2 separate regions of the Danio rerio genome follow, and region 1 is linked to region 2. A link is a contact called in public HiCAR-type data. All regions are on one chromosome and are shown on one strand. The core of a region is the stretch at or near the end of the contact, and the rest is flanking DNA. Distances in the headings are between cores, read along the strand shown. Region 1 holds the start of dnajb11 (DnaJ heat shock protein family (Hsp40) member B11). Region 2 overlaps LOC141376156 (a long non-coding RNA gene).

What was found. HiCAR-type assays count read pairs that join an accessible place to other places.
Region 1: a contact with region 2 is called in a HiCAR-type map of caudal fin, with 5 times the contacts expected there. The contact joins the promoter of dnajb11 here to the enhancer-like site in region 2. A contact is called at or near these places in 4 of 18 Hi-C or Micro-C datasets (caudal fin, embryo and hematopoietic stem cells) and 2 of 4 datasets of contacts at active chromatin or transcription factors (caudal fin and embryo).

Annotation. Positions count from the first base shown.
Region 1 is chr9:34,332,000-34,335,404 of GRCz12tu, forward strand. dnajb11 (DnaJ heat shock protein family (Hsp40) member B11) reads right to left here and starts at 1,635. Exons shown (of 11, transcript NM_198821.1): 1 at 1,527-1,635; 2 at 890-1,046. The coding sequence starts at 1,600. rabl3 (RAB, member of RAS oncogene family-like 3) reads left to right here and starts at 2,116. Exons shown (of 8, transcript NM_205733.1): 1 at 2,116-2,163; 2 at 2,482-2,573; 3 at 2,655-2,784. The coding sequence starts at 2,118.
Region 2 is chr9:34,175,338-34,178,569 of GRCz12tu, forward strand. All of the region lies in intron 2 of LOC141376156 (a long non-coding RNA gene), which reads left to right. Among named protein-coding and RNA genes, the nearest start is that of satb2, 110 kb to the right of the region's middle. Within about 2 kb of position 1,299, at least 3 of the 62 cell types and tissues checked have an H3K27ac peak or open chromatin away from gene starts, as enhancers often do.

The DNA.
Region 1 (3,405 bases), core at 385-2,884, 160 kb after region 2:
ATATATATATATATATATATATATATATGTGTGTGTGTGTGTGTGTGTGTGTGTGTGTGTGTGTTTATATATATATATATATATATATATATATATATATATATATATATATATATATATATATATATATATATATATATATATATATAAAATATCGCAATATATGGCCAAAAGCATAACAAAATAATGCAGTGTTAAATTTTTCTAATATCGTGCAGCCTTATATAATATTTAGAATCTTTAATATTTAGAATATATATTATAGAATATTTAACATTAGTCATAATATTTTACTTTAAATCGTGAATATATATTACAATTTTTTTGTGAAATTGTTGCATAATATAATATTTGATTGATTTATGAAAATAAAATAATAAATTCACCTTAACATAATATTGAATTGAGCTACATTTTTTAAAATAAAATAAAAACATTGTGTAACAATTTAATTTTGCACACATTGTATATTATTACACGCTACACGTCACATGAAATGAATAAGAAAAAGCAGATGTGTCAACCAATCAGAGGCGGCCACACAATTCTTCTAACAAATCAGAGAGCTCCATGGATTCGTTTCTAACAACAACGCTCATGCTGGTCATATTCATTTCAGTGGGGATTGTACTGATCTTTTGTTCTGATTTGGAAATATGATATATGACAATAGGGACGCAAAACATCATCAATTTAGATATCTGTATTAAAGCTACGAATACTGTTCGCAAGACTAACCAAGTCGTCATTACACAATAGACCATTTTAACACCTATATTACCGAGTGAAGAAATTAGCATTGTTCAACACATGAAGCGTAACAATTACAACAAAAGCAGATTCCAGTTAAAATGACTTGTTAAAACGATCTCTGAATAAAATGGCTTACCTCGTAAGCAGCTCCAAGGTCTGCAAATTTGTCTTGGGCATTTGGGTCATCTTGGTTTCTGTCTGGATGAAGCTGCAATGCCAACTTTCTGTAGGCTTTCTTAATGTCTTTGACTGATGCTGATCTACTAACCCCTAGAATTTTGTAGAAATCCCTCCTGAAAACAAACAGGAATTCAGAAGTACGTTGAACCACACACCAATCCATTCATTAATTTAAGGATACTGATGAATAGAAACAGCCGTGGATACTGGTGTCTAATCATTTAACATCATGACCAAAAAAAGCAATACAATCAACAACACGAAGCTTCAGATATTCCTGGAATAAATATGACAGTTACATAAACATGCAGATTCACAGAGGAGTTGGCAGCTTCATTACAGCAATTATTAGTCGTTTTAAACAATAAGCGTCGAATTTTAAACAAAACAAAACAACAACCAGGGTGTTAAAACTCTGCATTGAAGTACAAGAAATAAAGGACATAATGTGAAGTCGTTTCTGGTGAGCTTCACTAGCACGATGCACGGACAGTGGCGTAGACCAATCACAGTGAAACATGTGTACCAGCCAGAGTACTGAGTTAGTGTAATGAACTAAACCCTAACGCGAAAACCATACGATATTCACTTACCCTGCAAATACGGTCAGTATCAAATATAAAAGCAGAAAACAGACACTCGACAATTTCATTCCTCTAATAGCCATGGGTCCTTGTTTCCTTCAGAAGTCCAGTAAAACACACCGGCTTTCTGTGATGTCTATCAAAAAGCCTCTTCCTGCTCTGTCACAAATCCCCGCCCAGGTTCAGAAAGGAAGTGTTATAAAAGTCAGTCGAAGCAAACATCGTTATATTGTATTAATTATATTATATTATATTATATTATATTATATTATATTATATTATATTATATTATATTATATTATATTATATTATATTATATTAGTAGCCCAAGCCATGTTGGCATTAAATGCAAGCAATATTTCAAATTCGACAACAAATCACACAAGAACAATTATTTAATATGATTTAAATATAACTTTAGTTTATATAAATACATTTAATTGACGTTAAACATGGTCTAATTTAAATAACTTTTATGTACTATATCCACAGATCTATGTAGAATTCTCTTCAGTATTTTAGCTCAGTGACTCTTTCACGTATATATGCAACTTTTATTTTGTCATGCACGTAACGTTAAGTTTACACTTCCGTATAGAAATGGCATCTTTGGACAGGGTGAAAGTGCTGGTTTTGGGAGATTCTGGTAATAAACATGATCAAAATAATCTATCGACCTTGTTTTGTGTTAACCTACTTAATATAATGTCAATGCACATTTATATTGTAACGTCATGTAATATTACACTCAAGCTAACGTTATGTGTTGGCTACCACATCATAGCTGAGACTGAAATATTATATTCGTTTTATTTATTAGTAGTCGTTGTTTAATTATTATTATCAAGATTCATTAATTTTGTGAAAAAGGGGGAACTTTATCTAATTGTATTTTTAATCGTAAAATAAATTATTATGAACATCAATAATCCTGTCCTGATCAGTGTTGTTTGTCTGTTTACAGGAGTAGGGAAGTCCTCTCTTGTACACCTTCTTTGCCAGAATCAGGTTTTGGGGAATCCCTCATGGACTGTGGGCTGCTCAGTGGACGTCAGGGTATAATGTCAATTAAAAGTGATTCATTTCAATTCACAAAGCTATGGAAAATGACAAAGTGAGTCTTGATTCTTTGGACAGGTTCATGACTACAGAGAAGGCACTCCAGAAGAGAAGGCTTTCTACATTGAACTCTGGGATGTTGGAGGATCTGTTGGCAGTGCCAGCAGTGTTAAAAGCACCAGAGCTGTGTTTTACAATTCAGTTAATGGTTAAGTATTAGTGTTCCCCTTTGAACACAATATATTTTATTACGAGAAACTTTTAAAATATATTGTTACAGTAAACTTGTCAGGCTAAATAATTCAAATGAATCTTGGACTTCTGCTGTCTTCATTAGTTTCAAAAACACAGATTTGATTACAATTTAAAACGGCATCATTTGAGATCTTTTCTGCTGGAGATACTGTTGTCCTAAAAAAATTAAAACGAAAATAAAACATCTTAAATATACAATAGGAACGGTATAGCAGAAAATTAGGGTGGTTTTAAAACCGCGACTTTTCCAAACCACAGTATACCTTGAAAACGGTTATTGTCCCATGCCTATTTAAATGTGCACCAGAGCTGTATGATAATATGAAAATATATGATGTTGTTGAGTATTGTAACAAAATTAATTGTGATTTAACATTTCCCAATGCAATTTTAATAATCTGTTTTAACAATTTTTCTGATCTAATTAAATCTAATTCAGGCTAAAACTATTATAAAACTACTAACTACTAGAATTTAAAACTCTGAAAACCTTGAAAAATATTCAAATAAATCCCAAGTATTAACTACTTCTCCCACTATTCGTATTTTTTCTGCTTTGAGGCACTAGGTTTAC
Region 2 (3,232 bases), core at 49-2,548:
AAATGAATGTTCATTTCATGTAGTTCTCAAATGGTTTTGAGTTCTTTTCATTTATTGGGTTTTACTGTGCTCAAATTGCTTCATTTACTCAAATGGAAGTTCACAGTACTCATTGGGATTAGTTTTTGAAGTTAATTGTTTGTTGCAATCGGTTTCTCTAAATAGTTTGTCACCTTAACTTTTTGGGTTTCACACAGTGTTATTGTCAAGATACTCATGTATTGTATTAACTAGAAAGCTCTAAGGAGAGAGAGTGAGAGGTCTTGAATCTTAGGTTCATTTGGATAGTTTAATGCTGTAAGATATATATTTTTACTTTTCTGAAAACTGAATGAGGTACTACTTTATTTTATTCTGCTTTGTTTTATTTAAACGTGTTGAATGGAATAACACAATTCAGTAAATGCAATCTTCTTCACAAGTGTGTTCTTTATCAATACAGAGGAGTCGTCATTTTTAAGTAATGTCATGATAAGTGAAACCTAGTTTGTGTCCTGTTGTTTTCTACTATCTCACATCACTGTCACTGCTATGCAAGGACAGCAACCCATCAAATTATAGACTAATCAAAATACACTCTGTATCCGTGTAAAATAGCAGCAGTAATTGCTATCATAAGTTTAAGGGAACCATTTGGAATGCGTTTTTATGAGTACACAAATGTGTTGAGAAAGTGTTTCTGCAGTGTGTGTGTGTATGTGTTTCGGTCTGCATGTGTGGCTTGTGAGAAAAAGTGGGAAAGGCATTGAAGGTGACACTTTGTGACCATAATCAGAACACCACAAAACCATGGACGCTCCACAGTAAAGCAAACCCTAACCTGTTACGCTGATCCCAGGCCAGTTTAGTGACCATGGCTGCAATAACCACATAGTGCAAAGAGCTGATCTGGAATCTGCGGTTAAGTGCAGGGAGTGTGCAGTTGCCGTAATGGTGCACTTCCCCTAAAAAAAAATTTCAAAATCCATCATGGCTTTTCCAGTTCCACTCTATTACAGAGTTGAGCGAACATCCCAAACGCTCATCCAAGAGCTTCTGCCTTCATGTAAACAACACAATCCCCATAATTATAGCAGGCGAATCAGTGGCCACAAATAATTGAACATGCTTGCCATTTCATGGAAAATCCCTCACCTTTTATTCTTTTAGATTTGTATCTGAGAAGTTGTGAAGAAATGATGGCGGTGAACTGTTTTTCCTAAGGCATGTGCGGTCGTCACGCCCTGGTGACAATGACCAGTGGCCCCTGATTGTCTGCTCTCTGAGGGGCGGGGCAGGGCAGGCACTGTGGGCCATATAGTGACCACGTCGAGTTCACGCTGGCCTCACACTGGCGCCTGCTCTCCGGGCCAGCTGAGGTCAGAAACAGTGGACAGAGCAGGGCACCAGAAGGAGAATGGATCTTTTTGACCACATAAAGAGTAGGCACATTTCACCCAGTGCCCACAGGGAAGACACATTCCCACGGCCACTTGCATGGTTATCGTGCTTATATTATATTTTGATACAATTTTAATGTTAAGTAATATTAATCAAGTAATATATATGTGTATATATATATATATATATATATATATATATATATATATATATATATATATATATATATATATATATATATATATATATATATATATATATATATATATATATATATATCATAATGCAAATATTTAATATATAGTTCATTTACATGCAATTATTATTTGTGAGTTTCAACTTAATTGTTAGTGGGGATTTTATTGTTTTTTTTTCAATTTGATATTTTAGTGAAACAAGGCTATATATATATTTTTAGATTATTTGATGAAATTAAATATTAATACAATTGTTTTAATAGAAAAATTTTACAATCCATCCATCCATCTCATATAGTATCATTGTGCTTACAATGAAAGTCAGTTTGATACCATTAACATTGTACAATTAAAATACAATGAAAAAAAATAAAATAAATAAATAAATACTAATAAATAAAATAACTTAAATTGAACATATAGGAAACTTACTAAAATGCATCTTGCCAGCATATTGTCTGTTTATTATTATTTATAAAACAAATATTAATGCCTTTTTCTGCATTAATTTGCTTGCTAAATTCTCAGAAAAAAAGGTACACAGTGGTACAAATAATGTTTCTTAAGGTACAGTTTTGTACCTTTGTAAAAATGTGAAATGGAAGTACACAGTTGTTCTCATAGAAAAGGTACATAAATGTTGGACAAGTTGTTCTTGATTACAATATCTATGAAAGTAAATATTACTGGAAATGCAAAGTGATTTTATGAATAATTTCCATATTAAAAAAGAAACACCATTTAAAAGCTAATGTTTAAAGAAACTTAAAAAATAATTATTAAGTTCTATAATACAAAACAACTTGTAAAACAAAACTACTGTAAACTAAACATTTAAGTCATTTTTAATAAACATTTGGTAAGCATTTTCTGATAAATACATTTTCATTATTGCTATCCGCACCTTTTGGTGTTTGCTTTCCACTACGCACATGAGCTGGCAAAAGTCCTGCATATGCAAAGTGTTCATGTAGACATTTTAGTATTGTAAAGCTAATTAAACATTGTGCAAATCTCATTACAATACTTTTGCATAATTATATTTCTATTTTAAAATAAAGTAAATTAAATAAACTTTTAGCGATGCAGTGGCGCAGTAGGTAGTGCTGTCGCTTCACAGCAAGATGGTCGCTGGTTCGAGCCTCAGCTGAGTCAGTTGGCGTTTCTGTGTGGAGTTTGCATGTTCTTCCTGCAGTCACATGGGTTTCCTCTGGTTGCTCCGGTTTCCCCCACAGTCCAAAGACATGCGGTACAGGTAAATTGGGTAGGCTAAGTTGCCCATAGTGTATGTGTGTGGATGAGTGTGTGTGAATGTTTTCCAGAGATGGGTTGCGGCTGGAAGGGCATCTGCTGCATAAAAAAGTGCTGGATAAGTTGGTGGTTGATTCCAATGTGGTTACCCTGGATTAATAAAGGGACTAAGCTGAAAAGAAAAAGAATGAATGAATAAATTAACTTTTAGGTGTTTACAAAGGTATTGTGTGAAAATTGGAAAAAAAAGTTTAATATTGTAAATAGGAGAATTTCTGTAACATTTCTGTGAAAAGTGTGAAATGTTTAGCAAAAATAGATCTTTTGATTTATGTTCAAATATTTTTCATTCTTTATTGTAAATGGAAAAGGTGCATTTAAACAAAAAACAAACTTTTATTAAA